Linked DNA regions of Mus musculus: regions 1, 2, 3 and 5 are each linked to region 4. A link is a contact called in public ChIA-PET, HiChIP or PLAC-seq and promoter capture Hi-C data. All regions are on one chromosome and are shown on one strand. The core of a region is the stretch at or near the end of the contact, and the rest is flanking DNA. Distances in the headings are between cores, read along the strand shown.

Region 1 (2,700 bases), core at 41-2,540, 330 kb before region 4:
ACCAACCCCCACCAACCCCCACCAAATGACCACCAACCACCAACTCTGCCTATGGGCCTCTAGCATTTATATACCCTCTGAAAAATTCCCAGAATTCCAAATGTCACACAATCACAGAAACTATCTGCAGCTGGCAAAACCATGCCCCTGCTAGAGCATGAGGCATATCATAGCCACTGCAGACAGTCCAAAGTAGCCCCATATTCCACACCTGGGATTAAAACAAACACACATTCTATTTCTGTGGTTTTTTAAAGAAACCAAAATTCCAGAATTCTCACTACAAAGGATCACTTGCCAAAACTAATCTTTGACCTTCCCATCTCAGATGTTAAACTCCCTTTGGTTTACCCTCCTTCTAGTCAGGTCTGGCCCCAGTCAAAGCAGAACAACATCGGATCAAACCCAATGTTTGGCCCTTAGTTTTTCAGTTGAATTGTTTATTCCTAGGGTTTAGGTTTGGTTGTTTGTTTGAGACAAGGTTGGCCAAAGCTGGCCTCAAATATTGATCCTCCTGCCTGCCTCTGCTTCCTAAATGTAGGCATCACCTCACCTGGCTTTCTGAGTTTAAATATGACTGATAACTCAGCAACAGGACCAGTAATGTTTTAGTAATGTTTCCTTTAGTAGTTTTTCTTTTTTTTTCTTTTTTTTTTTTTTAGGTTTTTCAAGACAGGGTTTCTCTGTTTAGCCCTGGCTGTCCTGGAACTCACTTTGTAGGCCAGGCTGGCCTCGAACTCAGAAATCCACCTGCCTCTGCCTCCCGAGTGCTGGGATTAAAGGCGTGCGCCACCACACCCGGCCCATTTATTATTATTATTATTATTTATTATTATTCCTTCTCTTTTCTAAAAATCTACGAGAGCCATGCTGTGGTCTATAGAACGCCAGTTGCTAAAACTGTCTTGAGCAAACCTTTGTAAAAGAAAGCTTGTTTTACACTGTCAGCAGGAGGGTCTAGAATGAAGCTGTAGTCAGTAGAGATTGCATATTAAGTAGAGATAAAGACAATCTGGACGTGAAAGGGACTGTTAATCTATGGGGGCAGGGTTAGGGGAAGCTACTCTGCTCACTTAGAAACCAGAAGAGAAGGATTGCATCTTTCTACCGCCTTTATTCATTTTAAAAAATCATATCGTCAAGACTGCAGCTGTCACACTGGAAATATGCCCTCACTGTTGTTTTTCTCAGAGAGAATTAAAGTCAGGCAAAAGCAGCGACTGGAAGTCTCTCTCTTGGGTTCGGTTTTCTGCTGAGTCACTGCTTTAATGGCTGCTGGAGATAAATGACTCCCCCTCTCCCCAGCTTGTTTCTAAGGCAACCATTGAGCAAGACAGCAAGACAGCAGCAGTGAAGCCAGCTTGGGTCAGAAGCAGCTCCCATGTTGCTACCATGTTGCCTGCTTTCTTTTATTGTCTAGAACAAGTATATGTTTAGAAAAGAGAATGCTGACTCTTAATAGATGTAGCCATAGTGGCCTCTAAAGCATTAGACATTAGCAAAAGGATCACCTTTGCAAATCTAGAAAGTGAAAAAACCCATTGTTGTTACTTATTTACATGTTGTCAGGGGGTTGGGCATTCCCTCTCCCTGCCCCCTCCCCCTTCCCCTTTCTCCCTCCCTACTTCTCTCTTCTTCCCTCCCTTTCCTTCTTCCACTCCTTCTCTTTTAATCAGCTTACAATTAGGTGTAAGTGGGCATAGTAACATTCCTTTAATCCCAACTCTCTGGGGGCAGAGGCAGATGGATCCCTGTGAGTTTGAGGCCAAACTGGTGGTTTACAGAGGGAATTCCAGGACAGCTCGGGCTATACAGAGAAATCCTGCCTCGAAAATAAAAAAAATCAGCAGGTTTCCTTGTGGAATTTGCCTTTTTGATTGTTGTCTTGAGATAACGTTTTCTTGTTACTCAGGCTGGCCTCTAGCTTCCTATGAAGCTGAGGGTGGCTTTGAAGTTCTGATTCTCCTGCATCCTTGAGAGTGCTTTGTGCTACCACACCTGGTTTGTGCAGACTGAGGTTCGAACCCAGGGCCTTGTGCAGCACTTTCTGAATTGAGCTACATTCCCAGGTGAGGTGGAAACTTAATGGTTCCTTGGAAAGTCAGTTATGTTAGGTGGTGTTTTGCTGGGGCAAACACATGAAGGAATGTTTCCTTAAAGTGGACACAGGTGAAAGGCTAAGGCAGACTCATGAAGGAACTTTTAGCTGAAGCAGACAGGAGGAAGTATGTTCTGCTAACGCAAGCACGTGATGAAGGATTCTTTGCTAATGACACACATGTATTGGTCCACCTTTCATTATGTAGTTGAGCTGCATTTGTTGGGACTCCATAGAGAGAAATGCACCAAAAACCTTCTGGTGATGTTGCTACAGTTTCTTGCAGCTTCCAAGGACTCAGGATGATTGGCAGAATGAGAGAGTCACAACCTAGAACTTCTCTTGGTGTCCTTCTTAGTCCCTCCTTCCTACTGACTTGTGCCTAGGCAGAGGCCTGGCTGTCTCTGTTGGTAGTGCCACTGCTGCTGATTCCTGTCTGCTGTCCTGACTCTATGGACCTGGACTGCTGGTGTACCCATGAAGTGTTTGTGAGTAGACGGAGCTGCCACTGCTGACCTCTAAACGAAACTGCCGATTTCCAGACAACACAAATGGGAGTTGCTCCAAAGAACCTTTCTAAACAGGTCCACTTGCCCCATATC
Region 2 (2,700 bases), core at 25-2,524, 440 kb after region 4:
GGCAGCAATAGAAATGAAAAGAAAAACAAGACAAAAACAGACAAAAAAAACAGAAGCTAGATCACATGTTTCATCACCTGTCCCCAAAGATAAAACAAGTTGGTAAGAAGGTGACTTATCAGACACCCTGTCCAGAGGGAGAGATGGTTTCCTGCAGAACGAGGTGGAGGAGGTGGTTCTGCTCAGCGGTTAGCAGTGGCCACATCTCCACCTGCAGCTTCTTGATGCCTTCAGTGTCCTTTTCTTGGGCAGCCATGACCAGAGACTGCAATAACAGAAACAGCTCCTCAGGAAGCTGGCCGCTGGTATCCTGGCCATGGCCATCGAAAGCCTCCCAGGAGTACTTCTCCAGGGTCTGGGCATGCTCGGGCAGCAGCTTGGCAGGTGGTGGTTGCAGGAGCAGCAGCAGCAGTACACGGGACACCTCACACCTGACTAGGACGTCAGCAAAGGCACCGAGTGTGCCAGGTGAAGGCGCAACAGAGCCTGGGGCGTGGTCCGGGGGCTGCGGGAGGGGCAAGGTCGAGCCCAAGACAGGTCTCGGCTGGGGTCCCGACAGGGGTGGCTGGGGCCCAGAAGGCGGCTGCGGCAGCAGCTCGAGTTGCTGTACCGGGTGGCCCCCATGCTCCCGTGCCAGGCGTTGCATGCGTGTAAATAGCGCCAGGGCGCCTGTGTAGTCGCGCGCCAACAGCTGGCAGGAGGCAGCATCACCAAGCGCTTGCAGTGCGGCCAGTGGCATCAGGGGCAGGTGCAGCTGGGCAGCCCGCTGAAAGTGACCGGCAGCAGCGGCCGGCTGGCCCACTGCGCGAAGGGCAGCAGCTAGTTCCAGGCACAGTGCAGCAGCGGCGGCAGGCTGGCCGAGCTCGAGGTGCAAGCGCACAGCGGCGCCGAGGGCGCTGGCGGCCGCCTGCAGAGGCTCCCCGTAGGCGGCGGGACAGCCCAAGCGTTGGCGCGCGTCGCACTCCTGCCGCAGGAAAAGTCGGGCCGCCTCTGTGAGGGCCAGCGCTTCCCCGGGCCCATGGAAGAGCGCCTGCTGGCAGCGCGCCACAGCCAGCTGGCACCAGGCAGCATAAGGCAGGCACTCCTGGGCGCGCAGCTCCCGGGCTAGCTGGGCGAACTGCTCCCCGGCCTCGGCCACGTTCGGCTTCCTCAAGAAGCGCTTCTTGAGCTTGTTGGACACCTGCCGATAGCGTGCCAAGAAGTCCCCAGCCTCTGAGCCTGGCCAGGCACCGCCGCCCAAGGAGGACGCAGAGCCCGCAGCCATGTTGACCGGCTAGCCGCGCCGCCTTACTTCCGGTTGAGGGAGGGCTGAGGGGGAACAGCTATGACTAACGCTACGCTGCGCCTAGCCCACAATGGGATCACAATTCATCACCTCCGCTTCCGCCTCAGGCGCCCCAGCGCTCTGCTGTAGCCACAGTGATGTGCAAAGTGCTGTTGAAGGAGGGATATGGAGGACTATAAAAGCCAATCAAGGAAGAAGGGCTGGGTGCCTACCCAAACAGTCCCCGTATGGAATTAAATTCTGCGGGGGTGGGGCTTGAGTGACGCAAATGGAGGGGGCGGGTCCAGTGCCAGTCAAATATGCAAAGGATTTCTCTGCTGCCAGGATTAGCATCGTACCCCTCACTTCCTCAACAAACATGAGACCTGACTGAGCAAGCTAGTACAGGTCCTGCCATGGTGGGAGCCTTTGCTAGTTTACAGCTTATTTACAATCATATACACATTGATATACATATCACCTGCAATCATATACACATTGATTTTGAAAGAGTTTTCATGAAGGATTTTTAGCAGGACATGCACTACCAAAGGCACTTTAAATTAGCTATTGTACATGCATGTGTTTCAATTTATACCAAGTATTTAAAAACAAAGAAGGGATTCCTTTTACTTTATTTTGAACTATCTCAATTAGTCCAAATGATTACCTACCAGAACTTGAACAAAAGGGGGGAGTGTACATTATTAAATTTATATATAAAGGATTATATACTTGCACCTAGTAGAGAATTACGTGCCTGAAAATAATTTGTCAAGATGTACAACAGAAGCTAATTTTCATTTCGCAAATTCTCTTGTCTTCTCCTTAGTTTTTCATGGTGTGATACACTTGGATCCTATCCTCCAAATTCTAAAAAAGCAATCCATTGATCCAAAAGTCAAATGAACTCAGCAAATAAAGGATGTGTTAATTTTCTACTCTTATCGTGAACCAAAAAATAGAATTGTGCATAGCAGACCTATCATTTAAAAGCATCAATGGAGGCCTGAGAGAAAGCTTACTGCTTAAGAGCATTTGTTGCTCTTGCAGAGGACCTGAGTTCATTTCCCAGTAAAACACACAGACACATAAAGAAATAATTTTTAAAAACCATCAATGTCTTGATCAATCTCTCTCTGTCTCTCTCTCCCTCCATCCCTCCTGCCCTCCTGCCCTCCCTCCCTCTGAAAAAAGCCAGTATACCAATTTCTCTCTTAAATGACAACCTATCCCATAGAACAGTGATATATCACATATGTACTTTAGGTTTCAAATGAGTGCATTTATGTATATTGCAAGCAAATGTAAAACAATAAACAACATAATACAGCACATAAATAGAAGAGGCAGGCAGCAAAGTATTATCAAACCAGGCACTTACAACCTTTAGCCAAAAAGACTTAAGATAGCTTAATTAGTTAAGAGAACAAAGG
Region 3 (2,700 bases), core at 25-2,524, 290 kb before region 4:
GGCGTCACCTTCCGCTCTGGCCCCGCCTGCAGCTACCCGCTGTAGCTGGGTTCTAAGTGTCGCAGAGTGTTCGGAGCGGGAAAAGAGATGCTTCTCAGCAAAGGGTGCAATCGCAGTATTCTTTGCCACCCTTAACTACCATGTGTCATGCCGCCACTGCTAGTTAAAGGCCATTTCTCTGGTTTGTGTCCCATCAGCGACCTGGGAGACAGTTCCCAGGGGGCGTGGCCAAGCGACTGAACGGAGTTAGATTTTCATCCGGGCATCCCTAGATGCCGCGGCCATCTTTGTTTTGTGCTGAAACTCGCTATTGACGCCCGCAGACGACCGGGCGTGGGGAAGTGGCAAGATGGCGACTCCCAGAGTGGAGGCGTGGAAGAGCCCTGGTGGGGGGGAGTGCAGGGCGGGGCACTACTGCACCTGACCTGAACTCTACTGTCTCTAGCTTACTGCACAGAGCACCAACTCGCCCGCAAATAGACAACGCACTGGTTTTTAAAGAAGCTTTTAATTCTTTATGAGCTTTGGGTCCTTTAAGAGGCTTGAGACCAGAGTCAAAGACGTGCGAAGGCGGGGAGGAGGGGGAAAGGTGACGTCTTCTGACCCCGCCCCCTCGCCCGATAGCCGCCATGTTTAGTTGTTACTTCTTCACACAAGATGGCGGCTCCCAGGGAGGAGGCATGATCGCCCTGCCGTTACCGCTTCTTCTGCCGTACAATTGTCACTTCGGGTCTTAACTCCTGCTCTTTCGAGCGGCTCCTGTGGGAAGGAGTCTTAAGGAGGGAAGCGAGGATTGGACGCTGCCTTGCGTTTGGTTTGCTGTGGAAGAACTGTCCAGGAAGAAGAGGATAGGTGGGGTGGGGGGGGGAAGAGAAGCTAGTCTCAAGATGGCGGCTCCCAGGGCGGCCGCCACAGCCTGAATAGCAGAGGCGGACTCAAGGGAGAGGTGCAAAACCTCTCGAGCCATACGGGTCGGGGCTTCGAGCAGCAACTGAGAGTTGGAGCCCGTTCCGCCAGCCTCTGACACGCCTTTATTACTTAGGAACGTTGGGGTTCTGCGATCGGTGGTTGTACTAAGTGCTGGGTGGGGAAGCAGGACGGTTTCAAGATGGCGGCTTCCACAATTGTGGTCTGACTGTCGGCGAAGTTGAGACAACCGCGGCATTTGTGGCTCTTTTCCACCCGCCCCGGAAGCCAGCCAGTGCTGGGGACGGGGGGTGTGGGAACCGGGCCGGGGCTCCGCCATTTCCGGCGGGGGAGGGCTACGACTGAGGAAGGGAGGAGAGAGAGGCGGCTCAAGATGGCGGCTCCCAGAGCCTCCTGCTCGAGGTTCTAAGCGGGAACACCCAGGCAAATAGTTAGAGCGACGGCGCTCAGTGGCCTCCAGCTTCTCGGGAATAGGTGCTCTGCAGTTCTGAGAAGCTTTTAAGGATACGAGCTGAGTGAGAAGGGGGGGAAGAGCCAAAGGAAGGAGGATAGTTAAGATGGCGGCCTCCATGGAGTCGTCCACCGCTGTGTAAGGAGCCGCTTCTTCGTGAGAGCTGCCTTAGACGAAAGGGGGTGTGTGAAGAATTAAGGGTATCCTCCCATTCAGTGACCTCTTCCCACTGCATCCTTAACCGGAACTATGGCTTCGGCTGTGTCTCCCGCAAACTTGCCAGCGGTGCTTCTGCAGCCCCGCTGGAAACGGGTGGTGGGCTGGTCGGGTCCCGTGCCCCGACCCCGCCACGGCCACCGTGCAGTGGCTATCAAGGAGCTTATAGTGGTGTTTGGCGGCGGCAACGAGGGGATAGTGGACGAACTACACGTGTACAACACTGGTAAGTGCTACCGCCCTGGGTTTCTCAAAGTCTTCCCTCCATCTCTCTCCTAACCCTTCTTTTCCCTATCTTCTCTTTTCCTATCTCACTCCCCTGATGTGTTTTCCTTCTCTCTTTGCACTTATTGCCATCTTTGCTTTCTCCCTGATTTTTCAACCCCCGTTCTTACACCCCCGTACTCTTCTGTGTTTAAAGGTTGCATTTCGGTACTTAGAGAAACCCTCTACTCCGACTGGTGAGGGGGAGGGGATGTCGCGGGCGACAGTGACTTCAGACGTACACCGTTACCCAGTGGGCTGGGGCTGGCGCGGCAGCGGATGTGTTCTCTTGGCGCAGGCGGAATCCTCCCCCCTCCTGCGATAGTCCTCATCTCCAGCGCCCATGCTCGTTCGGGAGAAAAGATAATATTTAGATCACAGATCCGTTCTCTACACCCAGAAAAAAAGAGGGAAGCATTCTTTAAGGTGCAGGCTTTTAACAGACTAATGAGACCCTCGTGGCAAATACGAATGGCATGATGACTATACTGCCCCCCCCTACACACACATGGGGGTATTGTACCAGTTGTGAATTTTTGTAGTTTTTTTTTCCTTCAAATTATTTCTTTTCCTAATCTGGTGCCTTAACAATTGAGTTCCCCCACCCCGCCCCCCATAGCAGACTGGAGGGCTCAGTGTGTCTTTTGTGTGTGTGTGTGTGTGTGTGTGTGTGTGTGTGTGTGTGAGAGAGAGAGAGAGAGAGAGAGAGAGAGAGAGAGAGAGAGAGATTGAAGGGGTTAACTAGTGCCTCCTTCCCCAAACCCAAGCCCTTGCAAATTGGGAGGAGCCTATCTGCAGGTATAGCTGATCTAAAGCCTGGCCTCTGTCCCCTCCCTTATGGG
Region 4 (2,700 bases), core at 55-2,554:
GTGTGCCTGACCCATGAGGGCAACTAGGGCTCCTCACCTCCTAGAGCCCCCTCCATTGGGGGGCAGGGCTTCCCTTCCCACCTCAGTGGCCAATCACTCCCAGTTTGGACTGGAAGTCTGAGAGGCAGCCCCTCAGTTCATCTGGAAGCTACCCTTGATTGCCTCTCTTCCACACTGCCAGGCACATGACCGGTGAGGGGGGTGGAGGCCGCTGTGCTGGGTCACAGAACGCTTGGTTGGTGAGGGGGCACCATGGCCTCCACCCGCTTTGGGCGGGCCTCCCTACCCTCTGGACTTTGCCCCACTGCTCTGGTGGGCCTGTGGCAGGCTGGGGTTGGAATTGGTCCCTGATGAAAAGCCAGGATGCTCAGGGGCAAGGCACTCACCTCCGCCGTTCTTGTAGCACAGGTAGGGGAAGCGCCACACGTTACCGAGGCCCACGGCGAAGCCCACGCACGACATGATGAAGTCCATCTGGCGTGTCCAAGTCTCTCGCGGTGGCACTGCAAGGCGGCCGCCAGGCGCCCCCAGGCCCGCAGGGCCATCGCCCTTGGCTGGGGCACCGTCGGGCCCGGACACGATGAGAGGACCCTTCTTCTCGTCACCAGACACGCTATAGATACCGTTTTCAGCGCTCTTTTTCGCCATGGCCCCAGCGGGGCCGTGAGGCCGGGCCGGGGGTCGCGGCGCCTCGAGGGTGGCGGGCGGGCGAGGGGGCTCCGGTGGCACCTGGAGAGAGGGCCCCGAAAGCGCGGGCCCGCCCGGGGGCCTCGGGGGCGGCCGGGCCGGGGGACGGGGCGACGGGTGGGCGGGAGGGGTGCGGGACGGCGGGGGCGGCGCAGTCAGAAGCAGTCCACGAAGCACTTGAAAGTGAGCCTGAAGAATCTCATGTGTGTCGGGGGCCCGGGAGCGCGCGGGCGGCGGTGGAGCCTGGCCGGGCGGCGGCGGCTCCCGAGACTCCTGCCCGCGGCTCGGGCGGCGGTGGCGGCTGCAGCGAGGACTGCTCGCCCTGCCGGAGGCTCACCCTAGCGCGTCGCGGGTGGCATCGGAAGCCCACTGTCTGCAAGCGGCGGCCGGAGCAAGGGGCCTGAGGCCCGCGGCCCCGGCCCAGCCCCAAGTGGCTGTCCTGTTCGCTTGCGGCTCTCCTGGCGCTGGCGGCTCCGGTGGTCCCGGGTACGACTAGCCCCCTCCTTCCCGGCGGCGGCGGCTACAGCCGCTCTCCGGGCCGCGGCGGACTCAAAGACTCGCCTTGGCACTCCAACTGTCCCTCTCTTTCCCGACGCGACCCGCTGCTGCTTAAGAACCAACTCCCGGTGATGTCACTGTCGCCCCACCCCCACGACCCGACCGCTCCCCCCCTCCCCCTCCATCCCGCCCTCCCTGTCACTCCGCCTACCTCCTCCTCTAGAGGAGACGCTGCTCCAGTTGGGAGCAGGATGGCTGCTACCTGGGGCGCTGGCCAGCACTTTCTTTTCGTGGGCCGAACCTCCATTCGTTCCAGGATCACCTGGCTCAGGTCGGGTCAAAGTCCCCTCAGGTTTTTCTGAACCACCAGGAAAACGGAGTCTCTAGTTGACCTCCAGACATCCTTAGTCCTTCTCCCTTCTCTCCACTCTTTCTAGCCTGGAATCTCGTTTCCCGGTGGACCATCCTTCACCAAGGTTGTCCTGCCTGCCTAATGTTTCCTCTTCACTTCCCAATTAGGACCTAGGGAGAGTTGGATATCCAGGTGCAAAGTTTCTTGGTCCCTGCACCAAAGTAAGTGCCCTGTGCGATTGCCTTCTGAAGGACTGTCCCTGCGCTGGCCTGGAGTGTGTGTGTGTGTGTGGGGGGGGGGGGGGAATCGTCCTCCAAGAGTTCTGTGGAACTTTGCCAGAAGTACTGAGCTGTCTCAAGACATTTAGGCCTCCTCAAAGATACAGCCTGGAGGCTGAGGATCATGGTATCAGCTTTGTGTGTGATCAATTTCTGTTTGTCTCCAGAGTGGGCAAAGGGTAGCTTGCTTGGTCGAAGATCAGAGTTACAATTTGTCACCAAGGTACAGAAGGGGACTCCATGATAACTCACCTTTTGTCCACCTTTTGCCTGATGTGGGGGTGGGTAGGGCTTGTGATCTATAGATACTGGGGTAAGAATAGGGTGAGGCTGCCCCCTGGTGCCTGGTAGATGTACAGACCCTCCCTCTAAGCTCAGTAACCTGCCTGCTCAGGGACTTCTAGGCCTCTTCATCAGCAGAGCAGCTTCTTGGGAATTTTCCAAGGCCAACACTAGCCTGGGGTGGACTAGAAAGGTGAGGCGTGCCCATTTCAATCCCAAATTCCTTGATCTGATCAGACACCAAAGTCCCCAGATGGCTCATCCCATCAAGCTAAGCCCGCAGCCATCCGGCAGCTTTAGAAAGAAAAGCAGTTCCAGCCAGAGCCAGATTGAGCCTGATAGGTGAGGGAAGGAGGGGCAGCATCTCCACCCAGGCTATCAGGAAGATCTCTCTCTCTCTCTCTCTCTCTCTCTCTCTCTCTCTCTCTCTCTCTCGTGTGTGTGTGTGTGTGTGTGTATGTGTGTGTGTGTGTGTGTGTGTGTATTTGCTTGCTCATCACAAAACCCTAACTTGAGCCATGTTTGTTCCAGCATGGAACCAAAGTCCTCCTGGAGAAACAAAGGCCATAGAAGAGTTACTCATAGTTACTCATAGCACATATA
Region 5 (2,700 bases), core at 108-2,607, 350 kb before region 4:
GAGAGGAGCTGGGTTTAGGAAGTTTTCCCCACAGCTGTTTATGTTCAATCTTATCAGGAATGGCTACAGCAGGGGTGTATATGCAAACTCAATTTCAGAACAGAATAAGTTCTTTTCAGGACACCTACTAAACAGGGTTTGGGTTTTTTGTTTGTTTTGTTTTTTGTTTGTTTGTTTTTTTCAGGTTTGGTCTTGATCTGAGGTAGGGTTGCACTTTGTATCCCTGGCTGACCTGGAACTTAAACCATGCTAACCTCAAATTCACAGAGATTCACTTGCCTTTGTTTTCTGGGTGCAGGAATTAAAGGGGTGTACCACCAAGCCCAACATCTAAAGAGTTCTATCTGGCTTAAGGCTGTTGGTGTATATAAGTTCAGGTGGGTGGACAGAGGCTGGCTATGCCATCTTCCTAACAGCTCTTTTAAAGAGCTGGGCTTTAGTGATTTGTACTTGAGGAAGACCACCTGAGCAGGGAGCACTATCCAAGCCATACAGTCTGTGCAGGTGAGTGGCAATGGCTAATGCTAAGAGTAGTGCACTCATATGAAGAGGACTTCAGAGAGCATAATGAGAAAGTAGTGTGCGCTGAGATGTGTGTCATAGTGACCAAAAAGGCCAAAGAAAACCCTGAATGGAGAACAGTAGAGGAATAGGCAAGAGACACTCATTCATGTGGCTAAAGGTCACAACAGGTGGTATCACCAACAACTACTCTAGAAAGGGGTAGGAGAAGCTGCTAGACCCTACTATCCTTATGGAGAGAAGTGCAAACTAAGATAAAAGTGTGACAGAAAAAGGAAAGGGACATTTAGAGCCGAACACCATGTGTATGTTAAGAGACATAAATGTGTTAGTTGGAAAGCTAATTAGAATCCTGCACAGGCAGATTCTGTGATCTAACACTTGCTGGCCCAGCTGCTGGAAGGTTCCTGGGGGCGTGGTGGGGGCATGGAGATCTAGCACACAAGCAGTAGCATGGTATACACTCTTCCAGACCATTCTCAGGGCATCCATCCTTATCACCAAATGACTACAGTCTGCCAGAGGGCCATTTTGTTACCCATATTTAACCCTGACTGACCAACAATTTGGCTGGCTCTCAAACTGCTCCCCAACTAAAGCGAGGGTAGCCTCTCCGTGACTTTCACCAGGCTTGGCATAAACTGCCTTTGTAGAACATCGTGTAAAAACATCGTGCCCTTTGTCTCTAGAACTGGAAGTCATTCTTCATCCTGTTCAGCCCTATTCAGATGTTTGTGTAGGACCACAGACCTCGGTTCTCCCATTAGGGACTCCCTCCTACGTAGCAGAGCTCCTTCCCCGCGTCAAGGGCGGCGCGGGACGCCCCCGTGTGGCGGAAGGCCGCGGAGGGCAAGATGGCGGCGGGTCGAGCGCCGCCTCTTCCGCCCGGCCGGGTGTCGCACGAGGCCGGCCTGAAGGGGAAGTGAGTCAGTGTCCGCGGACCCGGCCCGCTAAGGCCCGCGCCCGCCGAGGCCCCGAGAGGCCTCGGCCCGGGGGCGGCGGCGGCGGCCATGGCCGGGGGGCCGGGCCCCGGGGAGCCTGTGGTTCCAGGCGCCCAGCACTTCTTGTACGAGGTGCCACCCTGGGTTATGTGCCGCTTCTACAAAGTGATGGACGCCCTGGAGCCCGCCGACTGGTGCCAGTTCGGTGGGTGACGGCAGGCCGGCGTGGGGTGGTGGACTCAGGCTTCTGGAGCTGAAGCCTGATGTTCCCCATCCCGCAGCGGCCTTGATCGTGCGCGACCAGACAGAGCTGCGGCTGTGCGAGCGCTCCGAGCAGCGCACAGCCAGTGTTCTGTGGCCCTGGATCAACCGCAACGCGCGCGTAGCTGACCTCGTTCACATCCTCACGCACCTGCAGCTGCTGCGTGCGAGGGACATCATCACAGCCTGTGAGCGAGCATAGCCCCAGGGACCCTAGGGATGGGAACCCAAGAGGGGTGACGGGTACAGAGTTTCCTGAGACAGGGAACCATATGGGAACTCCCCCCCCCCCACCCCTTCACTTAGAGATAGAGAGCTCTGAGTCACAACCCTCCTTTCCTTCCTTGTTATCCCAGGGCACCCTCCTGCCCCCGTTGTGCCCCCAAGCACCGCTGCCCCAAGGCCCAGCAGCATCTCTGCAGGCTCTGAGGCCGGGGACTGGAGCCCCCGGAAATTGCAGTCCTCTGCCTCCACCTTCCTCTCCCCAGGTAAAAAGAACCCGGGTGTTGGGCTTGATATGCCTGAGGAAAAGGCCACCATGACTGCTGACATGGCTGTAGACTGCTGCTGGTCTCTGCCTCTCACTGCCATCTTTATGAAGCTTTTCCAGGCTCCCAGACCCATTCTGAGTCAGAGCTCCTCCAGGTTCCACTCCCTGTTTCCCTCGGGCCACCACTACCATCTTCAGCCCCTTCCTCCACCAAGGTAGGTGTCTCTTAACCCCCAGGGAATTTTCCAGACAAAGAGGAAGAAACTTAACCTTTGGTGTACCACAGAGCCCAAATCAGCACAGCCAGGTCATCTGAGAGACAACTAGTGTTGAAGGGAGCTTTCAACCTGGACCAAAGGGAATAGATAGGGTCCTCGCCTGGTCCATGGTCTCTTCCAGCAGTCAAGCCCAGAGAGCCCAGTGTCTGGCCTCCAAAGAGCCCATCCCTCCCCGTTTTGCTGGCCCTTCTGTGAGATTTCCCAAGGC

The links. Promoter capture Hi-C pulls out the DNA fragments that hold promoters and counts their contacts. ChIA-PET counts read pairs in DNA pulled down with a chosen protein or histone mark. HiChIP or PLAC-seq counts read pairs in DNA pulled down with a chosen protein or histone mark.
Region 1: an H3K27ac HiChIP or PLAC-seq map of extraembryonic endoderm stem cells shows a contact between it and region 4, with 5 times the contacts expected there. The contact joins the enhancer-like site here to the promoter of Slc6a8 in region 4. A contact is called at or near these places in 8 of 39 promoter capture datasets (the 3T3-L1 cell line, the C10 cell line, the HPC-7 cell line and 5 more), 1 of 484 Hi-C or Micro-C datasets (embryonic stem cells), 2 of 115 datasets of contacts at active chromatin or transcription factors (embryonic stem cells and extraembryonic endoderm stem cells) and 1 of 9 other capture datasets (liver).
Region 2: a contact with region 4 is called in an RNA polymerase II ChIA-PET map of memory CD8 T cells, with 9 read pairs. The contact joins the promoter of F8a here to the promoter of Slc6a8 in region 4. A contact is called at or near these places in 2 of 39 promoter capture datasets (both in the 3T3-L1 cell line) and 2 of 115 datasets of contacts at active chromatin or transcription factors (astrocytes and memory CD8 T cells).
Region 3: a promoter capture Hi-C map of pre-B cells shows a contact between it and region 4. The contact joins the promoter of Hcfc1 here to the promoter of Slc6a8 in region 4. A contact is called at or near these places in 16 of 39 promoter capture datasets (the 3T3-L1 cell line, the C10 cell line, cranial neural crest and 8 more), 6 of 484 Hi-C or Micro-C datasets (the C2C12 cell line, CD8 T cells, the G1E-ER4 cell line and 3 more), 16 of 115 datasets of contacts at active chromatin or transcription factors (the NIH/3T3 cell line, effector CD8 T cells, embryonic forebrain and 9 more) and 3 of 9 other capture datasets (adipose tissue, embryonic stem cells and liver).
Region 5: a contact with region 4 is called in an RNA polymerase II ChIA-PET map of memory CD8 T cells, with 19 read pairs. The contact joins the promoter of Irak1 here to the promoter of Slc6a8 in region 4. A contact is called at or near these places in 8 of 39 promoter capture datasets (the 3T3-L1 cell line, the HPC-7 cell line, cranial neural crest and 4 more), 2 of 484 Hi-C or Micro-C datasets (both in embryonic stem cells), 3 of 115 datasets of contacts at active chromatin or transcription factors (effector CD8 T cells, embryonic stem cells and memory CD8 T cells) and 2 of 9 other capture datasets (adipose tissue and liver).

The regions. Positions count from the first base shown.
Region 1 is chrX:73,998,016-74,000,715 of GRCm38.p6, reverse strand. No RefSeq gene overlaps it. Among named protein-coding and RNA genes, the nearest start is that of Mir5132, 24 kb to the left of the region's middle. Within about 2 kb of position 1,290, at least 184 of the 459 cell types and tissues checked have an H3K27ac peak or open chromatin away from gene starts, as enhancers often do. A contact at or near this core is called in the HPC-7 cell line, embryonic stem cells, extraembryonic endoderm stem cells and 2 more, where this site is marked.
Region 2 is chrX:73,226,880-73,229,579 of GRCm38.p6, reverse strand. F8a (factor 8-associated gene A) reads right to left here and starts at 1,274. Exons shown (of 1, transcript NM_007978.3): 1 at 1-1,274. The coding sequence starts at 1,264. The coding sequence ends at 119.
Region 3 is chrX:73,964,931-73,967,630 of GRCm38.p6, reverse strand. Hcfc1 (host cell factor C1) reads left to right here and starts at 1,274. Exons shown (of 26, transcript NM_008224.4): 1 at 1,274-1,820. The coding sequence starts at 1,628.
Region 4 is chrX:73,671,737-73,674,436 of GRCm38.p6, reverse strand. It overlaps Slc6a8 (solute carrier family 6 (neurotransmitter transporter, creatine), member 8), which reads right to left and starts at 1,304. Exons shown (of 13, transcript NM_001142809.1): 1 at 387-1,304. The coding sequence starts at 648. It overlaps Gm32261 (predicted gene, 32261), which reads left to right and starts at 135. Exons shown (of 3, transcript NR_166888.1): 1 at 135-408; 2 at 1,623-1,758; 3 at 2,629-2,700.
Region 5 is chrX:74,022,578-74,025,277 of GRCm38.p6, reverse strand. It overlaps Irak1 (interleukin-1 receptor-associated kinase 1), which reads left to right and starts at 1,357. Exons shown (of 15, transcript NM_001177973.1): 1 at 1,357-1,668; 2 at 1,745-1,912; 3 at 2,081-2,212; 4 at 2,326-2,429; 5 at 2,614-2,700. The coding sequence starts at 1,533. It overlaps Mir5132 (microRNA 5132), which reads left to right and starts at 1,680; the gene lies at 1,680-1,750. Mir718 (microRNA 718) reads left to right here and starts at 1,342; the gene lies at 1,342-1,429.